Regions from separate parts of the Mus musculus genome. Here all the other regions are linked to region 3. The links are chromatin contacts, called in public HiChIP or PLAC-seq and Micro-C maps. All regions are on one chromosome and are shown on one strand. The core of a region is the stretch at or near the end of the contact, and the rest is flanking DNA. Distances in the headings are between cores, read along the strand shown. Region 1 has its middle 21 kb from the start of Akr7a5. Region 2 overlaps Capzb (capping protein (actin filament) muscle Z-line, beta). Region 3 holds the start of Tmco4 (transmembrane and coiled-coil domains 4).

What was found. A called contact is a pair of places that touch in the nucleus more often than the background predicts. HiChIP or PLAC-seq counts read pairs in DNA pulled down with a chosen protein or histone mark.
Region 1: an H3K4me3 HiChIP or PLAC-seq map of bone marrow-derived macrophages shows a contact between it and region 3, with 4 times the contacts expected there. The contact joins the enhancer-like site here to the promoter of Tmco4 in region 3. A contact is called at or near these places in 10 of 39 promoter capture datasets (the 3T3-L1 cell line, the C10 cell line, the HPC-7 cell line and 7 more), 1 of 484 Hi-C or Micro-C datasets (CD8 T cells), 6 of 115 datasets of contacts at active chromatin or transcription factors (bone marrow-derived dendritic cells, bone marrow-derived macrophages, effector CD8 T cells and 2 more) and 1 of 9 other capture datasets (adipose tissue).
Region 2: a contact with region 3 is called in a Micro-C map of embryonic stem cells, with 2.3 times the contacts expected there. The contact joins the enhancer-like site here to the promoter of Tmco4 in region 3. A contact is called at or near these places in 1 of 39 promoter capture datasets (the C10 cell line), 4 of 484 Hi-C or Micro-C datasets (embryonic stem cells, muscle stem cells, myocytes and 1 more), 2 of 115 datasets of contacts at active chromatin or transcription factors (effector CD8 T cells and memory CD8 T cells) and 3 of 9 other capture datasets (adipose tissue, liver and pancreatic islet).

The regions. Positions count from the first base shown.
Region 1 is chr4:139,329,225-139,333,853 of GRCm38.p6, reverse strand. No RefSeq gene overlaps it. Among named protein-coding and RNA genes, the nearest start is that of Akr7a5, 21 kb to the right of the region's middle. Within about 2 kb of position 3,028, at least 63 of the 459 cell types and tissues checked have an H3K27ac peak or open chromatin away from gene starts, as enhancers often do. A contact at or near this core is called in CD8 T cells, adipose tissue, bone marrow-derived macrophages and 2 more, where this site is marked.
Region 2 is chr4:139,230,871-139,235,928 of GRCm38.p6, reverse strand. The region is part of intron 1 of Capzb (capping protein (actin filament) muscle Z-line, beta); the gene reads right to left. Among named protein-coding and RNA genes, the nearest start is that of Capzb, 41 kb to the right of the region's middle. Within about 2 kb of position 3,243, at least 131 of the 459 cell types and tissues checked have an H3K27ac peak or open chromatin away from gene starts, as enhancers often do. A contact at or near this core is called in embryonic stem cells, liver, muscle stem cells and 2 more, where this site is marked.
Region 3 is chr4:138,970,042-138,974,846 of GRCm38.p6, reverse strand. Tmco4 (transmembrane and coiled-coil domains 4) reads right to left here and starts at 1,942. Exons shown (of 17, transcript NM_029857.3): 1 at 1,560-1,942.

The sequences.
Region 1 (4,629 bases), core at 1,779-4,278, 360 kb before region 3:
GTTTAGATGGGATCTAAGAAACAGGAACGCGTTCTTAATTACAACTAGAAATCGTAACTTGCAAGGATTTTAACATGGACTAACAGAAACTTATTCTTTAAGGACAAACAGACACCTTAACCTGTACAGGACAAAGCAGTTACTCTTAACTGGGTGGAGGGATTTGTAAAAGTGGGACTAGTAGGAGAGGAGGGATGGGGGAGGAGGGAATGGAAGTATAAACTGAATAAGTAAGTATATGAGGGCTGGCGAGGTGGCTCAGCAGGTAAGAGCACTGACTGTTCTTCTGAGTGTTCTGAGTTCAAATCCCAGCAACCACATGGTTGCGCACAACAACCTGTAATGAGATCTGATGACTTTTTCTGCTGTCTGAAGACAGCCACGGCGTACTTATATATAAAAATAAATAAATATTTAAAAAATAAGTAAATGAATACATACATACATACATACATACATACTGTGGTGTTTGCCTTTTGCTTGAACTTGGAAACTATTACCCCAGTACTAATCAAAGGTGTCTTCCATCGGATTCATGAAGACAAAGCAAAGCTTTGGGAAGTTCATTTTATACATCCTTAGGCATGGCTCAGCGGTTCTCAGTGCCTGCTGCAGGATCATAAAGATGAACACTCACATCCTAACATCGTATAACCGGCTGGGTGTCTGATGTATGCCTGTAAGCCCAGCTCTGAAGGGTACACAAACAGGATCACAGTGGGGCTTGCGGGCTGTCAGCATCCCTGAAAAGCATGATGCACAGATTCAGGGAGAGACTCTGTCTCAAAGAAATAGTTAGGGAGAAATCAAGGAGGGCACAGATAACCTCTGCTGGCCTCTGCACCTGTGCGCACACGTTTACCTATGCACACACATTTGCCTGTGCACACCCGTGTGCGTGCACACACACAGACACGATATTTTAATAAATACTTTAACTTTAGTTTTGAACACACCTATTTGGTTCTGCAATGAATACACACACGGTTGTGTGGGCACAGCAGAGGCGTCCCTGCCACTAGTAGCTATGGCCTTGACTAAATTACTCAGTTTTTCACACCCTTACCAACTGTAAATAGGAGTAAAAGTGACAGGTTACAGAGAAGTCCCTAGAATTGTTCAGGCTGAGCTGACAATGGACAGCATAAGTAGTTAGTGGACAATGACACAGGGGATAACTGAACAGCAAGACACAGGAGGTACACTGGCTTTAATATCCATGAGCAGAAGGCCCTGTGTGGAGCCACACCTGCCACCCCAGGTACCAGAGCATTGGGTCTGGGGCAGAGGACACAGGAAAAGAGAAAAGGCCACAGACCACAAGCAAAGCGGCCCTGAGGGAACCCCACGTGGAGAAGTCTTGACTTTAGACTGGGGGCTGTAGTCCAGAGCTCTATGGTCACCATAAGGTGTTTTGAAAGACGACGCTGAGTGCACTATGGATGATGGGCAGTTCTGATCACAGGGGGAGGAAGGTGCCAAAGGAACTGGGGACAGAGACAGGAAGGCTTCGCTAAGGGCCTGTGAAGAGGAAAGTCGGGGCCAACTACAGACTCTGTTCGTGAAAACGAGCTAGGGCTGGGCTGTCAGTGTGAGTCCCTACTCCTCTCTCTCCCCCTGCTGAGAAGCCCAGGTGAATGGTTGAATGATAGATGGATGGATGCATGGATGAATGGACAGATGGATCAGTGGGTGGGTGGATGGATGGATGGATAGATGGATGGATAAACGAATGGACAGATGGATGAGAGGAACTTCCTACACTTAGAAAGTCTTGCTAGCAGTCCAAAGGCTGTCAGGGGATCACTAGGAACCTAGAAGGGAGTAGGTTTAAAGAACTATTAATGTGGACGTTTTCCTTCTTTAAGAACATTACATTATGGAGCTGGAGGTATGGTTTAGTGGTTACAAGCACTAGCTGCTCTTCTAGAGGACCTGGGTTCGATCCCAGTACCCACATGGTAGCTCCCAGCCATCTGGCACTCCAGACTTAAGAGGATCTGACACCCTTTTCTGGGTTCCTCAGGTACCGGGCATGCTTGCTGCCAAACATGACCCACTCACTAGGTCAGAGCCCACAAGGTGAAAGGACTCACCTGGTTCCTGCAAGTTGTTTTATTAATCCCAAAGATGGAAGAGAAGGACCAAAGTCATCAGGGCCAAGTGTATTAAAGCAACTAATTAGTAAAGCAAGCTTTTTATTCCTGTACAAGGCTGCCTCTCCCTAAGGTGGAGTTTGAGAGGTCAGTAGGAAAGTTTTAACCAAACGGTGCTTAAATATGCCTAAAACAAACAACTCCAAGTATGACTGGCAACATTTAAAGCAACAATGTCTGTTACTGCTGTGTTGAACCAAATTCCCTTCTTGTCTCTCAAGCACCGTTACTAGGCCAGTCGTGGCAGATGAAGAGACTCCCATAGGCTACATCATCCCACTTCCAATGCCAGTTGTGGGGATACTCCTTGGTGAAGCTGAAACCACTGCTAAACCAACAGGCACCCAGAACTTGGGAGAAAAATCCAAGACCCTGAGCCCGGCTGCAATAAGAAGGCAGATCGACTGCTTGGTCCAAAGTCTTTCTGGGGTTCTGCTGACTGCAAAACAGGAAACCCATCAGATGAGGGTTCAGAGGCACGCACCTGCTAGGCACTAGTTCGGGAGAGTCTACACAGTTCGAGATTCCCAGTGTTCTCAATGCCCTAGACATAGGCTGGCCACATGGAATTTGGCGGAGCCAGGGTTGGTCTATTGTGAGAGGGTCCTGGGCCACTTTTCTGGAAGGGTGGAAACCGCAGAGTTGTGTAAAGTCAGCCTGAGGAGCTTGTGGTTCTCGGAGCTCTTGGGAGGACAAGGTGCGATCACAGCCCCAGGAGCCGGAAGAAGCTGTACCGGGGAAGAATCAACTCTGCTCATTGCGGGTGGGTGATAGGCAAGACCGTTACCTTTGGAGCTGCTGCAGCCCAGCTCAAACCCCAGGACACCTTGGATCGTCTCTGCATAAAATAGCCTTCCGTGACCACTCCCACAGGAGGCGGGGCTAGCGGAGAAAGGGCAGGAAAGTGTGGGCCTGTGCACAAAACTTCTGTAGAGCTGAGAACTCTACAACAGTGCCACCTGGAGGTCAGTGGCAGGTCTCATGAGCTAGGTCGGAAGTTGCAGACACCTCTAGCTTCCTGCCTCTCTCTGGCCCATTCATGAGCTGCCCTGGGCTCTCTGTACCCTCCTAGAAGGAGTTTAGCAGGTGGGTGAATCCTGGAGAGCTGTCTCTGTTTTTTTGTTTTGTTTTTTTGTTTTTTGTTTTTTTTTTGAGACAGGGTTTCTCTGTGTAGCTCTGGCTGTCCTGGAACTCACTCTGTAGACCAGGCTGGCCTCGAACTCAGAAATCCGCCTGCCTCTGCCTCCCGAGTGCTGGGATTAAAGGCATGCGCCACCATGCCCAGCTTGTTTTTTGTTTTGTTTTTGTTTTTGTTTTTTTGGCGGGGGAGCTGTCAATGAATTGAGGTTTGCTGGGAGCTCTAGTAAGGGTCCCTGTGGAAGGACAGCAAAGAAGGTCTGTCAGCCCTGATTTACTAATCCAGGAGAAGTTTCCCTCAAACTCTCAGGCAGTTTAGACTGTTCAGAGAATCGAGGGTGGAGCGAATCTCAAGTAGCAAATGTTCACTCCAGGCATCTTTGAGAACATTTATGCAGTAGGGACTTAGAATTTACACCAAATGAAGACTGTAACAAATTGGGACGTGGGGATAAATGGACAAGATTTTCTCACCATAACCCTTTAAAAAGACAGTTGAAGTCAGGGCGGCCGTTCTTGCTTGTAATCCCTGCACTCTGGAGGCTGAGGCAGGAAGTTTGCCAGCAGTCAAAAGTCAGCGGGATTATATAGCAAGCAGTAGACCAGCACCGACCAAATAGCACATGGTGTGGTGGTCTACCCCTGTGATTCCGGCACTCCAGAAACAGGGGCAGGAGAATCAACGCAAGTTCAAGGCTGTCCTGGACAACATAGGAACAACAGGTCTGCCAAGCCCATAGAACAAGACTGTTTCAAATGTCAAAATAGGGTTTGGATTATAGCTTAGCTGATTGGATGCTTGCCTAGTCCTGGGTTAAGGACCCAGTGAGTAAGGTAACACCCTCTTTTCCTGATTCCATTTTGTGTTTGCTTAGACCAGTGGTCCTCACCCTTCCTAATGTTGTGGTGACCCCAACCCTCAATTTATTTTTGTTGCTACTCCATAACTGTAATTTTGCTACTGAATATAATGCAAATATCTGATATGCAGGATATCTATATGTGACCTCTGTGAAAGGTCCTTTAACATCCCCAAAGGGGTGGTGATCCACGAGAACCTAAGGTTTAGAAGGTTCTCACCCTCTACCTGCTTAATAGTGATGTTGCCTAGCAACACATTTGGACTTTCTATGACATTGACCATAGTCCAGATGTATTGATCAAAATAATTATTTTCTGAAACTTAACATTAACTCAGGAAGTTATAAGTAAAACAATAACAACAACCACAGCAACAACAACAACAACAACAACAACAGTCACTTAATGTCTGAAATAATATGAAAAAAAGTTACTATGGTCTTCCTGAAATGAGTGTTTCAAGGTTACTCTGACC
Region 2 (5,058 bases), core at 1,994-4,493, 260 kb before region 3:
ATCTCTGGGCAGCCTCTTCAGACCCCCAAACCCCAGCATGCCACTCCTCAACCCCAAGGGGCCTCTACAGAAGGTCTTGCCTGCAGACTGCCAGACTGCACGCGCTGGCAGACCAGTCCTACCCTGCTGATCTCACTCCATCTCACTGGGTTCTATGCTGTCCCAATCCACCCTAACTGGAAATGTTTTCTGGGGCTAAGGATGTTTAACTCTCATTAGGTTAGGAAATGACTAAATGCCTCCCGTAAGTGAAGCAACATGGGAAAGTCTACTGACAGCCCGTAAAAAGTTAAAATTAGAGTGCAGTGGACCAGAGCCACTCGCTAGGAGTCACACCGAGCCTGGGGGTCCGAAGGGAACAGCATCAAGAACACCAAGAAAACAGGGTAGGGGGGAAGGGTCCCCTGTGGACAACCCAGGAGACACCCCCACTTTCATGAGGTCCAGAAACAAGTATGGATGAACTTGTCTGCTATCTATGGATGCACGTGCACCTCAAACTAGTACAGCAGCCTAAGAAGACTGAATACAGAACTCATAACCATGGAAGACTTACACAGGCACCAGGAAACAGAAGACAGTATTGTCTGGGTCTTGTAAGACACACTGAGAAGCTTCAAACTGTGTTAATCTGTTATTTACGTAGTCAGCAGACAGGCAGACAGGCAGGCAGGCATACATACATACATACATACATACACACACACATACATATTTATTTTATGTGTATGAATATATTGCCTGCATGTATGTCTATGTCCATGCCTGGTGCCAATGAATGCCAGAAGAGGGCATCAGATCCCATAGAACTGGAGTTACAGATAGTTGTAAGTCACCTTGCAGGTTCTGGGACTAGAACCTAGGTCTTCTGAAGAGCAACAAGTGCTCTTAATTGCTAAGCCAGCTCTCTAGCCCCATAAATAAAGCACTAGGAAGAAAGACCACAGGAGCAAGTGAAGACGGGGTGCAGCAGAGGAGGAGGTCTTTCCTGTGGCTAGATGTCTGTGAGACTTCAATCTGTGCCTGGTTGTGGCCTGTATACCCTCGGAGATGCTTCCTAAATGGACACTTCCTTCCTCCCCTGAAGAGCAGATGCATAGCTGGGTCCCTCTGCCCTGCTTATCTATAAAACCACCCTTCTGGATTCACTAGTCAATAACTGGGCATGGAGTGCCAACCTTGGGCCAGGCCCTGAACTTGGCCTGAGGCATGAACACATGACAGGGACACAGCAGTTTACCTTTGGTCCTGTACCCATCTTCTTAGGCTGCCCTTCCCCAAAATTACTTCTTATTCTGCAAACTGTAAGCCCTTGACTAAAATGGCTTCTTGCAAGTGCCCTCCTTCAGAAAGCCAGCTTTCTGGACTTTCCCTCCCACCACACTGGTGGTCATGGGATGGGATGAAAATTAAGTAGCCAAAGAAAGGCCATTCCACCGCACCTTCCACAGCTCTCTGCCCATTCAATTAGTCATTCAAAAATTATTTATTGTTGCCTAGGTAACCAGCTCTGTTTTTGATGCTCAATAGTGAATACAAAGTCCCTGGTCTTTACAGAGCTTACAGTGCAGGGGAAAAAAAATTAAAATCAATTAGGAAAAAAACCGCAGTGGGACAAGAGCGGAGGGCATGAAAGGATACGGGTGCTGGCTTCTGAAGTCCATCAGCCAAGGCAGGAGGGGTGGCTTCTGCTAGCTTCCCCATAACTTTAAAAAAGTCACAAAAGTGCCTAAATCACCTGGCAACAAGTAAAATACTGTCCACTAAGTGAGAACTAAGAGGCAAACCAAATGCCACAGGAGAGAGTACAAGGGCCCGAGTGTCATCCAGTCTTCTGCACACAGCCCAACCTGCCCTGCTAAATACAGAGACAAAGTTCCTGGGGAAATCATGAGCAAAGTAAACACCATCAGTTCCCGAGCAAGGCAGGCACACCAAGAGCCAGGCACACGCTGGCCTGTGATAAGCCCCCGCTGTACACTGCACACACACACTCCCCCAGCAATGATAAAGCTGGACAGAAAGCTCAGAGGACTACTATAGCCAAAGGACTCCCAGGGACATGTGAGTGTGTGTGTGTGTGTGTGTGTGTGTGTGTGTGAGTCTGTACCTGAGGCATCCCTTAGGGGCCCTGCAGGGTCACAGTGCACCTCCACAGTCTAAAAGGAAGAGAAGGGCTGATGATGAGACCGTATGCTGCGCCTTGAGGGCCAGCACAGCACAGAGATGGGATGAGCGCTGGTCTCGAGTAGGAGGTGACTGGGCCTTGTAATGAGTGACCGGTACTCACAGGCAGCTCACTTAGCGTGGACCAGGCTTAGAGCCCCATCACCCCATCACTGTGGCTCTTGTCTCTTGTCAGGGGGAAGGCATGTGGTTGTGTGCTGTCTTCTCTGGACTCTGTAAAATCCACTGCCCTGTGTAGGAAGAGCTCAGAGGGATGGCACCGACCTGTATCACAGGAGACTGATTTCCCAAAGCCAGCCCTAACTCGGCACTCTGCCCTATCCAGCACGCCTGGTCAGTCTCTCTCTGCCACTGGACTCACATGTGTCCACAGCCCTTTCTTCTCAGAAGTGGGGTACGTCTTGTGACTACTTTGGCAATCCTACAGCAAGCCTGACCTTGAGTGACTTCTGAGGATAGATGAGACTGGCAGCTTCTCTCCACAGGAAAAGCAGCTCAGACCTTCTAAGACAGATAGGCCCCTAAGCCCTGGCAGTACGTCTGGCTTCCGCTGACGACACCAATACATGCCCCTGAGTCAGAATGGCCTGGCCAGGGTGTCCCCAAGCCGGGCCAGGGTGTCCCTAAGCCGATGACCACAGAAGCCACTCTGGAGGAACTTTGGAGACACTAGGGAATCTTGGGTAACCTTGTTGGATGGCAGTAGCACACAGTTTCTTGCAATGACCACTGGGGGGCAGTCTCACTAGATGAGCCTTGGGCAGAAGAGACCATCAAGGGACCTTCTCGGGCATGCTCAGAAGGCTGCAGAGTCAGTAGTTAATGGGCAGAACAGACAGGAGGGGAGTTGAAAAGCTCAGAGTGCATGCAGTCTGGGCATCCTTTGAAACATGGTGTATCTAACTCCAGGGAGAACCAGGAGCCCACACTACTAGGACTTCCAGGCGGAAGTGGGGCCTGGTTCTCCTGACTGGTTGGGCAGATCTGGACTCTGGTGGCATCTGCATATAAACAGAGCCCGCAGAGCTAGTTTACATTCCAGAGGGGTTTAGTGAATACTCACTTCAGACTGCACAGGGTGAGCTGCTGGCGCCTGGAGGCTGGGCTGACTCACCACAGACTTGTGGTGTCCCACTTGACCAGGACTGGCCTCCAGGATGGTCTTGTGACCCAACAAGCATTGTTTAGCAGAATCTGTTTTTTGCCTTGGAACACAGAACAGTTTGTGCTGGGGGCTATTTGGGAGAGAATGAAGGGCAAACCCAGCCTCCATGTCAGGTCACTCAGGAAAAACGCGCATTTTGGTTGAATAAAATGAAAAGTGATTTTTCTACTGAATAACTGTCCCTGGGAGGCACACTGATGACAGTGGCCCAGACACAGTGAATCCTCAGGGTGGCATTTGTTTCCATGGAAAATCTACTGAGGAAACAAAACAACATCTACTTGGGCAGAAGGTCCCTGAAACTTGTCATGGATGGGTCAGTGACATCTTTTGAAACAGACTAAATCAACATCATGTGACACACCAGGAACCATTTAGCACTGTCTTGGATCATGCAGATGTCTCTAGAAGATGGTAATCTCTCAGGAAGAAAGGAGCTCAGGTCCCTGAATGGCCTGCCACCTCATGTGCAAGAAATAATTCCCTGCTTTACCTTGGCTCTAGAAAGAACGAACCCTTTAAAGCAAGCAGCATGATGCAGAAGCAATGCCATTTTGACAGTGCCTCCTTCTCACACTGCAGAACTCTTAGCGAGGCATAAGGACATGGCTTCTCTGCCAGGACACGCTCTGGGCAGTCCAGGGCCCATTCTTCCTGGTTCCTGTCTAACTTGACACAGGCTTTCCATGTGGGCTGCCAACGGTCTCTAGGAAGCAGGGGTGTCACTTCAGGTGCCAAGTCACTCTGCATCAACTAAGGAGGATAGACTTGAAAGCCAACATCTGCTGCACACAACCCCCTTACTGTGTGCCATCGGGCAATGGTTCCCTAACGCTGCAGTGAGATGAGGGACAGAAGGACAAGGACAGACTAAGTCCACAGGTGCTGTCAAGAGGTCCTCCCGGAGCACCTTGCAGCCTGCTCTCTGATGCCTTCTCATCCAATGTCCCACAGAGGTTGCAGCTGAGAACAGCCAACTACTTGAACCATCTCCCTATTTCCTGATGTCTCCAAACCCACCTGAGGTTATCAAAACCACACCAATGTGACAGGCTTAGAAGAGTCCCATGATGCCTAGACATGTGACCCAACAGTGGGAATTTCCATGTGCTTCTCCCAGAGGAAACTTAGCAACCTGCACGCAGCTCCTGTCTAGCTCTCTAGCCACCATAGATGGATGGACTGACTTTCCCTGACACAGCCCGTGGGAACCAAAGCCTCCGAGCGAGTCACCCTCAGCTGTGCGTCTGTCTGCAGCGTCAGCTCCCACCTGCAAAACTCAGGGTCATTTCTCCGTGGAGCCTGGAATTCACTCTGTGAGGCTGGTGGAAAGGCAGAGTTCTCTGAAAGGAACAGGTTTCCGGCATCTCCAGGAGGCAGAAACACTCCATGAGTTCCAAGACAGCCTGGTCTACAGAGTGAGTTCCAGGACACAGAGAAACTTTGTCTTAAAATTCAAAACAAAACAAAACAAAAAAGGCCAACTCAATGAGCAAACCAATTCCAAAAGAAAAGGGAAGTAAGTAGCGTTGCCTCTGCTGCTGAGCACTGAGCACTGAGGAGTACTGAGCACTGAGGAGCACTGAGCACTCAGGCTCATGTCCTGGGGAAAGGGTGCCGGCTTCACAGGTGAGTGAAGGCAGTCAGGAAACTCAGGCCTCTTGGCCTGGAGCCAGAGCACTGTGACACTGAGACAGACTGGCCTC
Region 3 (4,805 bases), core at 693-3,192:
ACAGCCAGTTGTGAGCTGCCATGTGGGGGAATTGAACCCAGGTCCTCTAGAAGAACAGCCAGTGTTCTTAACCGCTGAGCCATCTCTCCAGCCCCGTGTTTTGTTTTCAAAACAGGGTTTCTTTGAGCCCCATCTGTCCTGGAACTCACTCTAGACCAGGCTAGCCTCAAACTCACAGAGATCTGCCTGCCTCTGCCTCCCAAGTGCTGGGATTAAAGGTGTATATATCTCTATCTCTATCTATCTATCTATCTATCTATCTATCTATCTATCTATCTATCTATCTATCTATCTATCTATCTATCTAATTTAAAGACAGTTTCTCTACATAGCCCTCATTGTCCCCTGGAACTCACTATGTAGACCAAGTCAGTCTCGAACTCACAGTTTGAGATTAAATCCCAAGCACCAGGATTAAAGGTCTATGCCACCATCGCCATGCCTGGCTTTAATTTACTTTTGATTTGGGTACTGTGCTTTCCAATTCATGAAGCATCCTGACACGATCTTCAGCACTGGGAAGAATTATAATCCATGATCCTCTTGTGTTATAAGGAAATGAAGGTTCAGGGTGACACCCAAGGTGACACAGAGAGGAAGTGGCAGAGCCAGGCTCAAGTTCCTTGAGGGCATCTTTTAAGTCCAGGGGAGTGGGAAACTGAGGCTGGAAGCAGCATCTTCGGTGATGCCCAGAGGTTCAGGCGGTTTGGTAGGGTTCTAACTAGGAGGATGGGGCCCTGGGTTCCTTCCTGACTTCTCAAACATACTGGGTAATTGGGGATTTTGGTGGCCTTGTCTTTCTGCCTAGCTGATTCACCCTGAGGAGTCTTCACTACTGTGTCTTCAGAGCCTACACGATGACACATAGTAGGTGCTCAATAAATATACCCCGTGAGTGGCGTCCTGGGAAGCCCTACAGGGGTGTGTTCCCTCCTACTTGAAGGCAGCAGTGGCCTCAGGATCAAACCTGCAGATTTAGCCAGCCCCAGCTTCTACTCTGGGTCACCCCTGGCAAGGACAAGGACATCATGGAGGCCAGTTTTGAACCTAACACTGGGTCAAACTCTGAAGTCAGCTCACCCTAGTTAACCTCTTTGCTCTGACTGCCTGGTCCTGGCCAAAATCATCCCATTGTTCCCAGACTCAGTTTTCCCGGATGTAAAAACCTGTAATGTGAAATGTCCCCTACTCTGTAAAAACCCGCAGCGGGGCGAGAAGCCACGCCCCCGTCACAGCAGGAAGGGGCCGGGCCTTTCCGGGACTCTAGGGCTTCCCAGGCCTCGGGGAACTGAGTCTGGAGACACAGAGGGTGGGAGTGGGTGCCTGGAGCTCCCAGTACGCAGGGGGCGTCCAGTGACCCTGCGTGACCTTGAGCAAGGTCCTTTCTTCCCTTCAAACCCAGCGACCGGTGCCCTGGGCTGTGCTGGCAGGCGGGGGCCGCTGGCATGCTCGTTGGCATCAGTTTCCCCTCCAGCTACTCAGGAGTCCCGAGAGCACTTCCGGGTTCGGAAGCGCAGTGGAGGCGGCGTGGGGACGATCGGGGCTCCCCGCGGGCTTACCTGGAGGCGGCAGCGACGGATGGGACGACGGCAGAACTTCTGGCAGCCCCGCAGCTCCCGCCCTGGCGCTCCCCGCCTGTTCTCTCCCTGGCCCAGCCGCCCCACACCGGCCCGGGCCGGTCCCGCCTGCGCAGCCCTAGGGCCCGGGCCTTCCGGGCTGGGCCGGGCGCACCGCCACCTAAGCCACCAAAGCCATCGCCCGGGTGCTGGCCTTGGGACGGGACCCGCACTTCTGTGTCTCCCGCTCCCCAGGAAGCGAGAGCGCGGGGCACAGGAGGGGTCTGCAGAGAGTGCTCACCAGGGGCTGGGCTGGCATGAGGGGAGTTCGAGCAGACACTTGAAGGGGAAGCTTCCAAATTTTGCCGCCACACTTGAAAAGAGCCTGTCCCAGAAGGTGCCTCCCCCTCCTGTGCACACTGCTCGGTGAAATTTGCAACACCCACGCCTTCTGATCGTTCTTTCACTTTCTCTAATGCTCGCCAGTCGTTGCACCCGTGGCTCTTCCGTCCCACGGGCCTCCGTTTTGGGGTTCCATTCCTGTTAGACTAGCCACCCACTCAGCTCTAGTCTTTGAACAAGTATTTGCTGAGCACCTACTACGTGCCAGCAAGGTTATGGATTAGCACACCAGGCCTTCGGGCCCATATTTTAATCGTAGTATTTAACACTGAAGTTGATTGTTTTCCTGTTTGCCAATTTATAATCTGGGTATCCCACACTAGAACTTAAAGACCCCAAGAATGGAAGGGGGGGTTGTCTCCCATGCCTCATCCTCCGCTCTCCTCATTTGGGAGCCGGCTCTTGGTTGCCCAGGCAACCTGTGAAATTTCATCACACCTAATCTACAGGTGAGGAAGTAGGTGGCCATCCTGGTCAGGGCTGGAATCTGAGTCACCATGACCTCTGACGTCGTTGCTCTTTCCCCTGGAGAAGATAGGCTGGAGTTGGAAATGGAAAAAGTTCTCGAGCGGACAGATGAGACGTGCGGCATTCCAGCAGGGAGCCTTATGACTCAGGATCCGACTGGAACGCTAGAGGGCCTCCATCACCTGATCTCTCTATCGGCCAATCAGGACCTAGAAGAGCTAGGAGGTTATTGTAGGTCAAAAAAGGACAGTTGTGGAGGGTTGAAGGATTCTAGCTGAGATTCTGGGCATCACTAAGTTGGGGAAATAACCATACCAAGGTGGCACGCTCCCCCCGCCCCCCGCAAATATCATGGAATTTTAAAAGATCCTATTGTTGTCTATGAGGAATGGAGGATTGGAGTGACCAGAGGCCACCGATTAAGAAGCGGTCCTGAGCTGAAGTAGCCAGCCTCAGCCTGAGCAACTAACTACCTTAGCCTTTCAGATGTGAGACAGCTGCCGTTTTTTTTTTTTTTTTAATTTCAGCATAAGTTGATTTTAGTAAGTTCTTGATATTAAAAAAAAATAAATGTAACTCTGAAAGTTAAAAAAAAACGGTCATTCTCTAATGGAAAACAGAATCACAATGGATAAAGAAAATCAATATGGAAAATAGTTTTAGAAAAGAAGACATACTCAAAACAAAGTGATCGCTTAGGTGGGGTTTGGGGACAGTAAAGACGCAGGGAGAACACTGCGAGTGACTCCTCTGCTTTTAGTCCATAGCCACATATCAATATTGATTTTTTAAAAAAATCTTGTCCAATGTATCAGTGTTAAGATTGGAAAGTAAGGCAAAGGTCACATGGATTTTTGCTGAGGACTCTGCACTATTTCTGAAACTCTCCTGTCCGCTGGTCGCTCTAAAGCCCTTGTCACACACGTTTGCTAAGCAAGTGACAGCTTGCATCCTTACTGTAGTTACAGGTTGCCTCTGAGCTAAGCCCTGCTTTGCCTTTGTTTAAAAGGATCAGCAGGGCCTGATGGTGAAACCACAGCTCCTTGTTGCAGCGTGGTGCCAAGGCTGAGGCAGGGGGATCACAGGCTTGAGGCCTTCTGGGGGCTTTACAATGAGTCAAAGGTCATCCTAGGTAATTTAGTGAGACCATGTCTCAAAAATAAAAAGGCGAGGAAGGCTACAGCTCGGTGGCAGGGCCCTGGCCTGGCAGGTTCCTTCCCTTGACATCCATAATGAAGGAGTGGGCCCTGCGGGCCCTGCTTTTAGAGTCTGAGGGCAGCAAACGGGCCTCTCCACAGAAAGAAGTGAGGATAGTGTTCTCCCTGAGTGATTTAAGGCCTTTTAACATGTGGCTATGTACTAGCTAATAATGAATTTTGTATCACCAGGGTATTTGTCTCAGACTTTTAAAATGTATCATATTACGGGAGGGATGTCAAAGGTTCTCTTGTCTTTATTGGAGGTTGGCCCCAGGATCTGGAATGAGTGTTGAACTTTGGAAGTATAGCCCCGTCCCTCTTTTTAGGTCAGAGGAGGATATCAGGTATCCAGTTCTGTCACTTTCCACTTTTTCCTTCAAGGCAGGGTCTCTCCATGAACCTAGAGCTACCCTCTCATTTCCAAGGGGATGAAAGAAGGTTCAGACCTTCAGTGTGGACCAGAGCCTGGCCCTGCACTCGAGGCCTCTTGCCTGTCCTTTCCACTCACATCCCCCTGCAGCACTGCCTGACTTCTCTGCCCACTCCAGGGCAGCAGTGACCTTGCCTGTACTCTTGTCCCCAAGCTCTGATGTTCCAGAAGATGGTTGGGACCAGGTCATCTTCAAAGAGACAGTAGTATTAGAATATCTTTGCCCAGGGACCCCAAAGATACCTTGGCTGGGACCCACCCTAAGCCAGGAATGACAGGGGCTGTGGGTCTAGGTCCCAAGCTAAGACACGGGGCAGTAGTTATTTGATCAAATGAGGGCATTCTTCAAGCCTGGGACTCCAGTGTTCTCACCTGTGGGATTCCAAGCAGCGAAGCCTGGAGAGGGGTAGTCAGCAAGCCCAGCCTGCTTTTTAATCTTTCTTCCTTCAGCAACCTGCTCATCTCTGAATCCCCACGGTTCCTGTAGTTCATTTCATATTTTCTGTGACATTTCTCCCACACCCATAGGCAGCGATCAGATTTTAGGTTCGTTCTATTCACAAAGGAGGATTCACATTGCTAAATCTGGGCTAATTCCTAAAATCTCTAGCATAGACTGACCGTGCAACCTTAAGCAGGTAGATTCACCTGTCTGATCTCAGTGTCTTCCTCTGCACGAGAGGGAACACAGTGAGTGGTTCAGCGCCACAAGGCTGTCAGGAAGCCATAACGTGTCAGTTAGGGAAACGC